Linked DNA regions of Ovis aries: region 2 is linked to region 1. The links are chromatin contacts, called in public Hi-C maps. All regions are on one chromosome and are shown on one strand. The core of a region is the stretch at or near the end of the contact, and the rest is flanking DNA. Distances in the headings are between cores, read along the strand shown.

Region 1 (7,795 bases), core at 468-2,967:
ATCAGTCCTGGGTGTTCATTGGAAGGACTGATGTTGAAGATGAAACTCCAATACTTTGGCCACCTGATGTGAAGAGCTGACTCATTGGAAAAGACCCTGATGCTGGGAAAGATTGAGGGCAGGAGAAGGGGATGACAGAGGATGAGATGGTTGGATGGCATCACCAACTCAATGGACATGGGTTTGGGTGGACTCCAGGAGTTTGTGATGGACAGGTAGCCTGGCGTGTTCCAGTTCATGGGGTCACAAAGAGTTGGACACAACTGAGTGACTGAACTGAACTGAACTGAATGGCATCACACAATTGAGAATACACAGAAATTCTCTCCCCACCGTTAGCACACAGTGGTGAAGCTTTGTTTTACAAAAGGATGCCCTGAAAGCCATTTTCTCACACTAGGGAATCTCATGTGTTGTTCACAGTAAGTTACTGGGCTGCACAACCAGATACTTCTCTGTCACCTGGCTCCCAGTTCACTCTTCAAACTCTGTGATGGGAATGGTTTTTACACTTTCTAACAACTATGGAGTGAAAATTGTGAGCTGTCTGCTAATCATTTTAGCAAAATGTTAATTTGATGTACAAAGTATTTGTATCTTTCCAGGGACATATGTATTGTATAACCCAAGGTACACAAATACCTCCCCCCTATTTGCCTACATTAGTGAGGTTTTGATGTACCAATCAGTGTCCTCACTCTTAGTCCAGGAGGGGAGCTGCCAGGGAGCTGGAGATGACAGTCTGAGAAAGAGGAAGGGGCATCAGGGAGCCTGGGTTCTGGGAGAACTTCCCCTCAAGGCCCTTGCTGCTAGTGTTCACTTTGTAAACCCAGGAGCCCCTGGACCACAGGTAAGCCCACTGCCTGTGACTCAACCTTTATAGTTTCCTTTGGAAAAGCATTCATATCTTCTGGAGAGCTGAGTTCAGATGCAAGTCCTTCTGCAGAGATGAATTAACCATACTGTGTAGGAAGGGGACCCAGAGCACATGCCTGGGTTTGGGACTGGTGGGGGAGAAATGAGGGAGAGGAAGAGTTGGGGCAAGACGGTGGGTAAGTCTCCCTTGGGAAGTGGGTTCACGAGGCCCATCCTCAGTGGCTTTGCCTGTTTCCCCATTTTCCCAGAAAGCCAGCCTGTTCCTACACTCCTTCATGCAACAGTCTTAAAGTGGGGCAGAGGTTACCAACCTCTGACTGGCCCTAGGAAGCTCTGTAAGTAGGTGTTTAAGGAGGGAAGATACATTTCCTTCTGATCTCACAGAGCAGACCCACCTAGAGCAGCAAAGTCCCTTCTCAGAGTCCAAAGCCCGGATGCAGGCCTACTGCGAGTCGAGAGGACCCACTAGCGTTACAAAAAGTGTGGTTAGATGTGAGCATGTCCTCTGCAGAACCTTGGGCCTTAATCAGTCCTTGCGCACACTCACCTCTGATGCCAACCCCTTTTAAAGCAGGTTTCACAGGGCAGTTGTTAGGTAGGAAGAACCTCTTTGAAAGAGTACATTCCAACGGGATTGGCTGAGAGGAGGGGCAACTTTTCAGATTTTACCAAAATCCTCGTCTTGATTCACTGTCTAGACATGGTTAGGTGCACAAAGGGTTAACTGGCCTCGTAGGACTCGGCTGCCAAGTACACTTAATGCTCAGTCCAGCACTCCAGGCTTGTATTCTTATGCTGCTGGAGTGGCCTGTTCATGGCATCTGGTTCCCTGGCAACAGCTTTCATTGGCTCAATCAAAGCCCTTTCTTCTTAAGAAAGCTCCTACTGAGACGCCCACCACCACCACTAATCACCATCTTAACTCGGGGTTTAGGATGCAGCTGGTATGAAAAATAGTATTTGTGTATGTGAGAAGATAAAGCAGTGGACTGGGTTGGATACACCTGCCTTGCATGATCTTGCACTGGTTTTCTACAGGACCAGTTGGAAATTACCTGCTTTTCCACTGGAACAGAGGGAAAGCCAGGGCCAGAAAGTTTCCCAGAGCTGGCTTTCTTTGTTCGGCAGAAATCCATGTGCCTCTGTGATTCATGACTCGCTGTTTCCTGGGCTGATCTGTGATATAACTGCAGGCTCTGTGCTTTGACAAGGGGCGTTGTTGAATTGAGGGAGTTCAGACAACGAAATCCATATTGTAGAAGGCTTGTCCCCAGTCTGCCACAAGCTGGGGAAAGAAGTTTGCCTCCAATAGAACCCAGGGAGCCTGGCGTCTCCTTCACCCACCCCAAAATGTCTTAGCAGCTTCAGATTTGCTAAGAACAGGGTAAAGTAGCTCTTCATGCAGCATATAGGGGGAAGAAAGTTGACAAGATTCTCTAACTGATAAAGATGGGCATTTATAGGGGAATCCTTTAATCTTACAGAGAATCGTTTTTGAGTTTTCTTGTTTTGTCTAGTGAATGGATAGATGAAATCAATAGAGATGAGGAAGAAGGCAAGCTGTTCTCACTTTTGGCTCACCTATACCAATCCATTTAATTCATTTTCATTTTTTTAATCAAATGTCATCCCATGTCCTTATTATACTCTTATTATTATTAATCTAAATTATTGTTTATTTTATTAATTTATTATTAATCTAAATTATTATTTATTGATTTATTAAGGATTATTAATTATTTAGATTATAACATTAATTATTATTAATTATTAATAATAAACACTAACCATTAATGATTATCAATTAATTATAATTAATAATTATCAATATTATTAAATAATTATAAATATAAATAATTATTAATTATTGATCTAAACACATAGCATCATTCAGGAATTAAAGTGTTCAAAATGCACAGTAATCTTTAGAAAAGATGTTGACTTTTGGCTTGGCCATCCATCCTAATATTTGTGCTGCCCTAACCTTCTGGTTCTCAAGAGAAAACTGTCATCCTGGTCATGGTGCCAAGATGTAATGGGACAGTTGACAGTTCAGAGACAGTTAGGGTTTGTGGCTGCTCTGCTTGGCAAGTCAAAGTCCTCCTCTGCAGCTGTGTGTGCAGATGAATGGGTCTCTGTGTTTGATACCAGCCTGCCTGCAGCTTAGCCGAGTGAGGGCTCTGGGTGGTGCTACCTCACAAGTTGTTAAAAGATGCTATTGAGGACACTTAACAAGAACAACATATATTTGAGAGTCATTTGGGGACTAGGCTTGTGCCAACTCTTGTTAGATGTGTAATGGAAAAATTCCTCCCATCTCTGAGCCTCAGTTTCCTCATCTGGAAAATGGGGAGACAGCATCTGTCACGTGGGGCTGTGCAAGGACTAGGAGAATTGATGTGCCACCCCCACTGATCCTGATTAAATCATTCTGAAGTAGGGTCCTGACACTGATCATTTTTATTCACAGGAGCTCCTCAGGTGATTCTAATGTTCAGCCAGCATTGAGAACCACGTGCAGCAGGTAGGAGACTCCATGGCTATTTATTTTTTAGACTGAGGAATTACTGGGGATGGAGATGAAGAGGATGTAATAAGAGAAACAAAATTCCTTAGCTCTTTCTTCAGATCCAGGACTTACAACAGATTGGAATGGAGGTGTAGTCTGGTGCAGTGGAAATGTTCTCTGTCTTTGAGCCTTTTCCAAATAGTTTTTACATTCAAAACAAGGAAAAAATTATGGAGCATCTTCATGAAGGCTTTGATAAAAGATAGTGTGATATGGGTAAATAGACAAATATATAGTTCCTGGGCTCAGGAAGCGTACATCCTAGCAATGGAAAAGAAGACATGCTTCAGTGAGTCTACACATTACTGGGCTGGGCATGATTAAGTATTAAGACTCCAAGCTGCTCTTGCCTGGGGGAATCTTAATGGTGTGACACAGGAAGTTTCAAGACACTCTGAAGTGGGAACACATTTTCTGCTTGGATTATAAGCAGGAAGTAATTCTTATCCTTTCTAACAAAGGATAGTGCACACTGGTTAAAGACCAAGAGAATAAAGACATAGAACCCTTGGTTAGTGCAGTCAGCTTTATGACATACTGTACCGCCATTTTCATTAGTTAGCAGACCAGGTAGTAAACAAGCATTAGTATGGCATATTTTAAGGAAGAAAATCTTTCATAGGCATCAAGTGAAAGATTTGTTGTTGTTTAGCCGCTCAGTCACGTCTGACTCTTTTGTGACCACGTGGACTGTAGCCTGCCAGGCTCGTCTGTCTGTGGGATTTCTCAATCAAGAATACTGGAGTGGGTTACCATTTCCTACTCCACAATTGAAAGGTGCTTGGTACTTAAAAGCTGTATAGGAGTAAATATGTAAACAAATTTTTTGTGGTTACTAACAAGGTGGGGTGGCCACAGCAACACGAGGGCATGAGGTCTAGAGATTCTAGAACTTGCAAGAAGATTCCACGCTGATCCCCACATGGTCCTTTTGGCCACACTGTTGTGAGTTTTCATTAATCCTTAGGATGGAGAAAGAGGAGACTGGGATTAAAACTCCTTACATATTCTTTGGAGTTAAGTCTACAAAAGAGTATATCACAGGCATGGCATATAGGTTAACTGTTATGTTAAGCAGAAGCAGTTGGTAGTGGCTCCCTAGAACACTTGATTGAAAATAATTCCACAGGACCCCAGCCTAGCAAAAAAGAGTTCCATAGCTGATTTTACTTATGTCTTCCATAGGTGAGGGAGAAAGAGTAAATTGTGATACATATACTGAGCTTTGCCAATTCAATATCGTAAGCTGTACAGATTCTCATTACAGGGTGTAGATTTCATTATTCTTAATAAATTCTTTGGGTGTTAACACAGAATCAAAAATTAACCATTCCATTTACTAGTATGTTAAACCTAATTCCTCAATTCCAACATGTCATATATTTTAAGATATATTCCTGATTTAATAACAGGTTTTAAGGATAAAAAAACTACTGTAAGTCTAAACACTAAAAATAACATTTATCTCAACATTTTTTTTCAGTACTCCATTCAACTTATGAGGATAAACATTTTTTAAATTCAGCCTGATGATTCTTCCTGAATTATTTTTGACCACTGGCAGTTGTACATAGCATTATGGGGATTCTCTGCTTTTTATCACCTTGCCTAGTGATCTTGACTTCCTTAGCAAGTGCAGGCGAGGCATTTTCACTGTTAGTCATATTGCAGACTACCAGGGGCCTGGCAGGTTACAGTCCATGGGGGTCCCCAAAGAGTCAGACATGTCTTAGAGATAAGCAACAATAACAACAACAACAAATGACTACTAGGGATTCATTTGTATTTCTTGTTCAATTAAACTCATAGTTTTGTCCTACTCTTAATTAAATTACTCCTTTCTGGAAGGTAAACAGCTTGTCTTGAAAGTCATCCAGAAGGTTCAGAAAGATATTTGGCACCTGTGGGTGACTTTGCAATGAATGAATTGATCGTTCCAACCTCCTTTAACTTTTAAAATTCTGTTTCTCCTGAGAGATGTGTCGGTTTTTATTGTATGTAATTACAGTGCCCATTGTGTAGACTGGCAAATCCCCTTTCTGTGTCCTCTGAAATGCTTGGCTGTTGTTTTGCTAGAAAACATGAAAGTGTAGTCATGCCTTCAGCAATAAACATTTGCTTCACTTATTGTAAATATGCCTCGCTAAGCTCTCCCATGGGTAGACAATGACAACTCTGTCTCAACTCACTCTCCCGCCAGCAGGTGGCAAATTTCTTTGCCGTGATATAAGCAGCATCCCAATTTTAGAAAGGTGAAGATGTGAACAAATAGAGTCTGAGAATAAAGGGAATACGGCGGATATCTGAGGGAAGCAAATTCGCAATATGCGTTTTAGGATTCTGGTGCTCAGGGTTAGCAAAGGGACAAGTAGCCTCCTCCCCCTTACAGAATCATGTTTTCCAGGAATTAGTTGTATCTGGGTGTGCTGCATATAACACACACAACACAAAATGGAAAATATTACAAGAAAGTAAGACAATATAGAAAGTATTCAGTTGTATAAGAGAGGAGTGGAGAGATGCTATGTGAATTCAGAGGGACAGGGTACCTCAGCTACTATGGATCAGGGCAGAGAAGCAGAGGATATTCAAGTGCTCTTGAAATAGGTTGGAGAAATAGGTACTGGGTGGGGTCTTGTGAAGAAAACAGGCCAATTGGTGTGGCCATGAAGAAGCACCGACTGTGCGGAGCATAACTGATCGAGGACCCGGCCTGTGCACTCTGAGCTCCATCATCACGTTGGCATCGAGGCCAAGCTTCCCACAGACCGTTCCTTGTGGAGGACTGAGAATGGCAGAGTTGGTGTGGCAGGCAGGCTAGCTCTTGGGAGGCTCTGCTGGTGGGGGTGACTTTGGCTCCAGGACTTCTGGCAGCCTTGCTTCTTCAGAACTGCATCGAGTCTAAGATGCTTCCAATGCAAACTTTCTTCTCCCCTCTTCATGTGGTCAGGCCTGTCCCTGGTAGTTCTCCTGGCTCCCTTCCCATTTTCCCTCACAGGCGTTTTTCATAATAAATCCCTTGCACATCTAATGCCCTCGTGGTGTCTGCTCCTTGGAGGACCTGGACAGACACCCAGTCTTTGTGGAGGTGCCAGGTGAGTGTCTTCAATGCGTTCCAAATCTGTTGCTGCATTTGCTTCTATATTTCTCACCCCTTTTCCAATTACCACTGTGTTTTAGAAGTTGGCGCCATTGGGTATTTGCCAGAGTGAGCGATACTTTTGGCAGTAAGAAGTGCATATAGGAAAGTCTCTCAGAGGAAAGGAAGCAGACCTAGAGGATGATTAGAAAGGCATCCTAATTTTTTCTTATTGTGCCAATTATTTATTTAAATAGAGTTTTTTTTTTTTTAAAGAAAGGTTTGTTTTGTTAGTTGGGACTCTTTTTGTTACAAATGACAGAAACCTAAGGCAAACTAGATTAAACAAAAAAGGGTGAACTATGATGCTGATGGAGCTTCCCTGGTGGCTTAGCTGGTAAAGAATCCTCCTGCAGTGTAAGGGACCCAGATTTGATCCCTGGGTTGGGAAGATCCCCTGGAGAAGGGAATGATTACCCACTCCAGTATGCTTGCCTGGGAAATCCCCATGCACAGAGGAGCTGCAGTCTATAGGGTCACAAAGAGTCAGACACGATTGAGAGACTAAGCACACGTGATGCTGATGATATTGAGTTCCTGCATCTCAGGGACAAGCAGAATCTGAATGGCAGTCGGATGCTATTGCTGCCTCTCATTTCTGAGGACCATCAGATGGCCACTAATGGCTTCTGGCCTTTTACATCCTGCAACCCAGAGACCCCAAAAGAGACTGATTTCCTTTTTCAGTTCCCATTCTGAGTCCCAAGGGAAAGCTCAGCTTGGCCCTGCTGCTGCTACTGCTGCTAAGTCGCTTCAGCTGTGTCCAACTCTGTGCGACCCCATAGACGGCAGCCCACCAGGCTCCCCCGTCCCTGGGATTCTCCAGGCAAGAATACTGGAGTGGGTTGCCATTTCCTTCTCCAATGCATGAAAGTGAAAAGTGAAAGTGAAGTCGCTCAGTCGTGTCCGACTCTTAGCGACCCCATGGACTGCAGCCCACCAGGCTCCTCTGTCCGTGGGATTTTCCAGGCAAGACTACTGGAGTGGGGTGCCATGCCCAGCTTGGGTCAGATGGGCACCCTCACCACGAACAGCCATGTTCATGGAGACTGGGTCAGGGAAGAGACTGTGATGGTCCACGTTATACCAACATGGGGGGTTCACGGTCACTCCATGTAGGTGGAAGTTCTCAGAAGGAAGGAGGGTTGCTGAGAGGATAAAATCGTTTCTATACTGTAGAATATGTTTGCAGTGTGTGTTCCTGCACCAGT
Region 2 (6,841 bases), core at 1,456-3,955, 70 kb before region 1:
TCTTTCTGGATGCAAGGTTAATAATTCAGTCTAGGATTTAATTTGACATAGCTGAGCCACTCTTATTGCAGGTGATATGAGGTCTCCTGGAATATAACGATGGGGCTGTGTGAATTTGGAGTACATGAGGTGTTTGCAAGGCCTCTGGAGTTGTGGAATTATTGAAATACAGCATATTTTCCTCAGTCACAGCCTCTCTTGAAGAAGAAAACCTTTCACATTCCATATAAAGGGTAGCTTCAAAACAGGCATATTAAAAAAAATGCAAATGTTGGTTGTGTGGCTCCTCAGTAGCAGGAAGGGTTGACTCGGTTGTGTTTCAGCTCAGGGGAGGCCTGACCCAGGCCTGGGGTCCTAACAGTGAGAGTTCAGGTCCTTCCTCAGAACCAACTAGGCACACACAGGGAAACAAAGCTACTTTTATTTTTACTGTTTTTTAATGAGTGTGAGGGAGGAGAAAGCCAGGAAGTTGGAGATAAGGGAGAAATAGAGGCCATGTTGGTTCATCTCTCAACCACCAGCACCGCCCCCCCCAACCGTCCCCTCCCCCCGCCCCTCCCCCGCCCCTCCCCCCCACCGCCTCTCCCCCACCGCCCCCTCCTCCCCAGCTGCTGTCACTCAGCAGGGAGAGCCCTGGGCTGTGCTGCATCTGCTGAGACCCACAGAGCTCTAGGAAATACCCTGAGTTGTCTCTCTAGAGTGAATCTCAAGGCAGTGCCAGCTTCAAATCTTTAATTTTAAGGAACCAATTTATAAATATTTGTGAACATATGTCCTCGAATCACTAATAAGTATTCTTAATCCACCCAGATAAAGCATTTTTCTCCTTTCTTCACAGTCTCCTTGCATTTTTTTCTTGGTTGCTATTTTTTTCTCATTCTCAGGAATGAGAATTAGAGTAGGAAAAAAACGGGCCCATTGGCACCAAGTCTTAGTCCCCACTGCCTCCATGGAGGATGCCTTTCTGTGTTTTCCTGTTCCCTTTTGACTTTGCAGAAGTCAGGGAAAGGCCTATTCAGCTATTCGCGCTTATGAAGAGCCAGACAAAACAGTCCAAGTTGAGTTAAGACATTCCAAGTCTATGAGTTAAGGAACCTCTGTGATTTTATAGTCTACTTGTCTCATTTAACTGATGAAGCAAATGAGGCCCAGAGAGGTGAAGAATCTCACCCAGGGTCACACAGCAAGCAGGGACAAGAAGCTCAAAGTCCCGACTCCCACTCACTTGCTCATGAAGAATCAATACTGTACCTGATTCTCGGGCTTTTGAGTCAAAGGTGAGGTCTCATTAAGATTCATATGAAGATCTGTTCTGGACTCAGTGTTTACTATGATGAAAATCAGAGGGAAAAGGGTCAAGGTTGTCAGATATAGGTCTCATGAAATTTTATATATAACATACACCTACACACCTAGTTCATATGTGTAAGACTATAAACACACACATGCTTATGGCATTCGTATTTACTTACCAAATAACACATGTAACCTCTATAGGCACAGTCTAAACGCTCCATTTAATAAAGTGTTATAGACCTTATATTCAAATTTCTATTTTTCTTGTTTTGGTTGCTCTTTAAAAGAACAAAAGTAAATTCTTTGTGCTACTAAAATTCAGATAAAGCTGAAATTAAAAAGGAAATATTGATGGAAAAAATCTGCTGATACTGTTGAATATAAATTTTGTATGATCCTACTTCACTGAAGTAGGAAAATGCTTCTGCAACCTTCCAGATAGAGAGATCAGAGCCTTCCCTTTTCCTCATTATGTGGAGGGGCAATAGGAGAGGTGGAAACACAAGCAAACAAAGGCAAAGGTCAAAACGGGGCTGGTGGGAAGGGACTAACAGAAATCTTGCCGCTCACCCAGAAGCAGGCACATACGGACAACCACGACTCTCCTCCATGGTTGTGCTGTCATACTCTCTGTAGGTGTGGACGCTGAGGCTCAAAAGATAAAGTAATCCACCCAAGGGTGTGCAACTAGTGAGGTTTTGAGTAAGGATTTGAGTCCAAGACTGCCAGACTCAAACTTCATGCTGCTAGAGGATAGGATTTATTTTGTTTTTCCTTTTTTCCCCTAAGAAAGTAAATTTCATGTCTGTAAAGGAATGTTTATTTGAGGAACAGATTCAGCTAAGTGCATGGCTCCTCTGAAAAGGATTTTAGTCTCTGGTACTGGACTAGCGTCCAGCACAAGCTTCTTTACATACTTGCTAGTCCTAAGTAGTTCTGTGACGAGTCTGGCCACATGCAATTCTGCATCTTTGCTTCTTTGACCTGAAGCCTCTACTCTTTCTTTGTGGGCTGACTCCGTTTCCCTTTTCTGTTGTTTCTCAGCTGTTCTATCTTGCTGGAAAATGGCTTCTGCACAGACTGAAAACATTTGTTATTTGAGATAACTAGGGAAACTGAGGCCCAGGGAGTGATTTCATGTGATTGGCTCAAGGCCATACCTTGAAAGAGCGCGGGACCAGAACTTGAACCCAGACCTCCTGACTTAGTATCTCCTACTTTTCCCCTCCACCTCATGCCTCCTCCTGTTAGCCTCACTTGATCTTGCCACATCACAGCTGTTTGGCCCTGATCCATCCTCTGGACAAATCCAGCCCAACAAAATTGCGTTGCGATGAGGTTCACTTGACCGTGGCTTGGAAGGAACCATGAGTCTCTTAGAAAAGAAACTTATAAATACTAATGCATAAGGAAAGTTCTTGCAACACCAGGAGAATGAATCAGTCAGCCAGAGTTCAAGAAATGTAAACACGTTTTTAGATAGGAGACTGAAAAATTGCTTAAGACTTCTCCATCTCTTGGGTCAAGACCCTGGTAATTTACTGAGGTCCAAGCTGTCGAGGAGACACAACTCAAATTGCATTCCTGGGAGATAGAGCAATGGGGGTGGTAACACTTCCTCTCTGAACCATGTGGCGGGACCTGTGGGATCTGCGGGATCTTATCAACCTGAAGAAACTGACTAACCCATCAACCATCGCAGGCAACTGGCTGTGAATACAGGCACAGTTCTATCCCATTATTCCTGAGCTGGTGTGTACATTCACAGACCACAGACTACACAACTTCCAGACCTGCCTGAAACTGGGAGCCCAGAGTCTTTTTGTGGTGACCATTCCTGCCACTAAAGAGAGAAACAAAAAACACATTCCTTCGCCTGCTGCCCACCATTGGGCCCAAGTAGATTTTCAAATGCTAGCATTAATCTAGCGGCAGGCTTTTAGCAAGGAGATAGCATTCCTGCCAGATAATCAGGCAATTTCAGAGATGACCCTTACTAGGTGGGGTCTCATGCTAAACCTCTTCTGCTTTCTTCAAATCATGGGATCCTTCAGCAAGCACTCAAAACTTGAAAAGCAGCAAAGAGCATCTGATACTAGCATGCAGTATAGGTGGCTTAAAATTTCCCTCAATTTCGAGAGTAGAATGGAAATATATACTGTACGCTACCATAGGTAAAACAGATGAAAGTGAGTGAAAGTTTTAGTTGCTCAGTTATGTCCGACTCTTTGCAACCTTATCAACGATAGCCTGCCAGGCTTCTCTGTGGGGATGGTCTATGAAAGCATACTGGAGTGGGTTGCCGTGCCCTCCTCCAGGGGATCCTCCCAACCCAGGGATCCAACTCACGTCTCTTATGTTTACTGTATTGGAAGGTGGGTTCTTTACTGGGAAGCCCTGGACATGTGCATACCTATGCCTGATTCATGTTGATGTATGGCAGAAACCAACATCATATTGTAAAGCAAGTATCCTTCAATTACAAATAAAAATATATTAAAAATTTCCTTCAATTTCAACCTATGTTATTGTTGTTGCTGTTCAATCTATGTTGCTGCTGCTAAGTTGCTTCAGTTGTGTCCGACTCTGTGTGACCCCATAGACGGCAGCCCACCAGGCTCCTCCGTCCCTGGGATTTTCCAGGCAAGAACACTGGAGTGAGTTGCCACTGCCTTCTCAACCTATGTTGGCCATGTTTAATTCCCAAGTTGTTGTTTATTGTTTTAAATAAAAATGAAACATGGCTATATTTATTCTGATTGTTTCAGAATACTTATTTCTCTTGGTATAGGATGCTCATCTGATATCAAGAGACTGAAAGTCACCTTATCAGGCAGAGTGGGCCACCTGATTCCTTCCCAGTTGTGTGTCAGTTCTTGTGAGAGAATGTCAGACCTGCAGGCTCCAAAGGGGTCAAACGCTTGGTGGGTACAAGGGCAGGAGCTATCAAAAGTGCTGGCGGGAGCCTTTTAAATTATGCATAGCGTCTTTTTCCACCATGCTGTTCCTGAGGCGTGAGTACCCTTTGACCGCTAATGTTCACTCATGGAACTGCCCCTATAACTTGCAGTGGTTCGTCGTTGAGGGGATGTATCCAATGCCAAACAGATCTCAGAAAGTACTTTTGCCTTCCCACAGCTTTGCATGTGGACTTGCAGCAGAAACCAGTGGGAGGAGGCTTAAAAGTCAGCCTTCGTACCTTCATGGTTTTGTGTTTTTGGTCAAAAATGGAAAATGCAAAGGCAAATTCCAGATTGTTAAAAAACATTCTTTCCAGTAGAAACGAAACCATAAAAGGAAGGATAATACTGGCCCCTTTACATAGCCCTGCTGACCTTTCCTTAAGAATAGTATCTAAAAATACTTTATTTTATATGATATGACTCAAGATGCCTATGACCTGTAGAGCTTTTGTTGTGTTATAATAAATCTTGAACCTGTTTGTTTAATGCAGGAGATCAAGACCCAAGATGGCCTTTTGGTATTGTCATTATCAAATTCTTGGAACAAGATTTAAGGTCTTGTTTACGCTACACATTTTCACTTTAAATCTTCCTGGATGAGGAGGAGGATGAGATGGGCATATCAAACAGTTGTTTAAGACCTGTTAAAGTCTCCAGCCTAAAGACATACCCCAGGGAGCTCTATTAAAGGAGCCAAGTAGACAGATCTAGAAGATATGAGTCAGTCTGGGTTTAAATATGGAAATGTCTAGTTAAATGCAAGGACATTATTTTTCTTCCAATTTGAAATAACTTCTTTTACTTACTTATATCTTCTTAGACCAAGGCTAACTCAGTCTCAAGAGTCTAGCTTTGGGAATACTAACTTCTCTCAAAAGTTCATAAATTACTTTTTATGGAGAGGTCCAAAGGTGCGTGGCAGTTTACCAAGCCCCAGATGGAAGGCAAATTGAAATTCAAGTTGTGTAGCAATAAAATATCAACTGCACTAGAAATCCTCCAATTGACATACATCATATGACTAATAAGGATACTTGTGGTAGAAGATGGCATGCAAGAAGGGAATTCAGAGAAGAGGCTGAAGGTGGAGCTACACACAGAGCGGCCAATCAGTTCTGTTCAATATTCTGCAGAAAATACTGTCCTTGGACACTTGCTGTCAAGCAAGTGTAGATGTCTGGTCTTACCCTGCTCAATCCATTGTCTGCATAGTTGGGAGAGCCATTTCTCTAAAATAAAAACCTGGTTATGTCACTTTGTGTGTAAACAGGATCTCACAGCCTTTAGGATAAATTTCTCAGTTGCTACCTATGAGCCTTCCTGATCTGCTCCTGTCTATCCCACCAGCTGCATTTCTCACCACTTCCTCTCTTAAATGTACCCTGAGGTCCAGGCACTACAAGCTACTTACGTTTCTCCCATGCCACCATGCTTTCTCACCTTCTTGTGGTCCCTTTTCCTGGAGCATTCTTTCATCTTTGATATGGCTAGTTCCTATCTATATCCTTAGAAACTCAGCCTTCTTAACCCCCAGGCGGAGCTAGCATGTACTCCCTCATGTGCTCTCAGCACACTCCACTAGTCTGGATGACTTTAAGGCATGGACTTTATCTCTCAACTCTTATGCCCAGCACATTATTTGGCATTAGTAGAGGGTCTATTAGTGTTTGTTGGATGAATGAATGAGCAATCTTTATGTGTCCTGTAAAATAGATGCACTAATTCTTTCCATTGGACATATTCTGATGCTGGTGTCTTCATTAATTTTCAAATGAGGGATTTCTAGGAATGAAGATGACCGCAAATGTAAATCCTCAGGCCATAGGGAGATGTGTGAAAGAAGCAAGAGAGAAACCAGGAGGAAAAAAATCCTTAAGAAAACCTCATGCTTCTTTATCATCTTTTTAATGAGAAGGTAACACAAATGTCTGGAGAGTGATGAAATAGAAAACAGTATTTATGGATTACTAGTTAATAAAAGTTATCTTTTTTTATCACTCTGACAGGACAAAACTTAATATTCTTAACTTTATTATAGCCGATACACACACACACACACACACACACACACACACACACACACACACATACACACAGACATCTTGAAATCCATACCAGCCTTAAAGTGCATTGTGCTAAGCATGACTTCACTGCTTGAGCAAGCCCCTGATCCCTCATGCATGTCATACACTTAATGGACAGTGGATCCTGCTCCTATAGAAAGGACACTTCCTGAGTATTCCAAGAATCCTTAGATTTGTGAATGCTCCTAGTGTATATCACATCCCCAGTAAAACTAAACTAAAAATGAAGAAAGAGGGGGAGCTCTTCAGACTCTTAATGAGTTGATAGATATATAGGATTTGAATGATTTACAAAACTATTATTTGGCAGAGAATCATCAAATTGTTAGACCACTTCACTTTCTCTTAATCCCATTACCAGTCACAGCAGCTGGTATACTTTTTAGGGCCGTTAAAAAAAATCAAGAACTTACTTCCTGGTGGTATAGTGGATAAAAGAATTCACCTGCCAATGTAGGGCACACAGGTTCGATTCTTTGTCTCAGAAGATTTCATATG

What was found. A called contact is a pair of places that touch in the nucleus more often than the background predicts.
Region 2: a contact with region 1 is called in a Hi-C map of mixed tissues, with 2.7 times the contacts expected there. The contact joins two enhancer-like sites. A contact is called at or near these places in 3 of 16 Hi-C or Micro-C datasets (mixed tissues, omental adipose tissue and retroperitoneal adipose tissue).

Annotation. Positions count from the first base shown.
Region 1 is chr2:204,371,598-204,379,392 of ARS-UI_Ramb_v3.0, reverse strand. No RefSeq gene overlaps it. Among named protein-coding and RNA genes, the nearest start is that of KIAA2012, 16 kb to the left of the region's middle. Within about 2 kb of position 1,717, at least 8 of the 54 cell types and tissues checked have an H3K27ac peak or open chromatin away from gene starts, as enhancers often do.
Region 2 is chr2:204,443,770-204,450,610 of ARS-UI_Ramb_v3.0, reverse strand. KIAA2012 (KIAA2012 ortholog) reads right to left here. Exons shown (of 21, transcript XM_060410262.1): 10 at 1,252-1,328. Among named protein-coding and RNA genes, the nearest start is that of KIAA2012, 56 kb to the right of the region's middle. Within about 2 kb of position 2,705, at least 4 of the 54 cell types and tissues checked have an H3K27ac peak or open chromatin away from gene starts, as enhancers often do.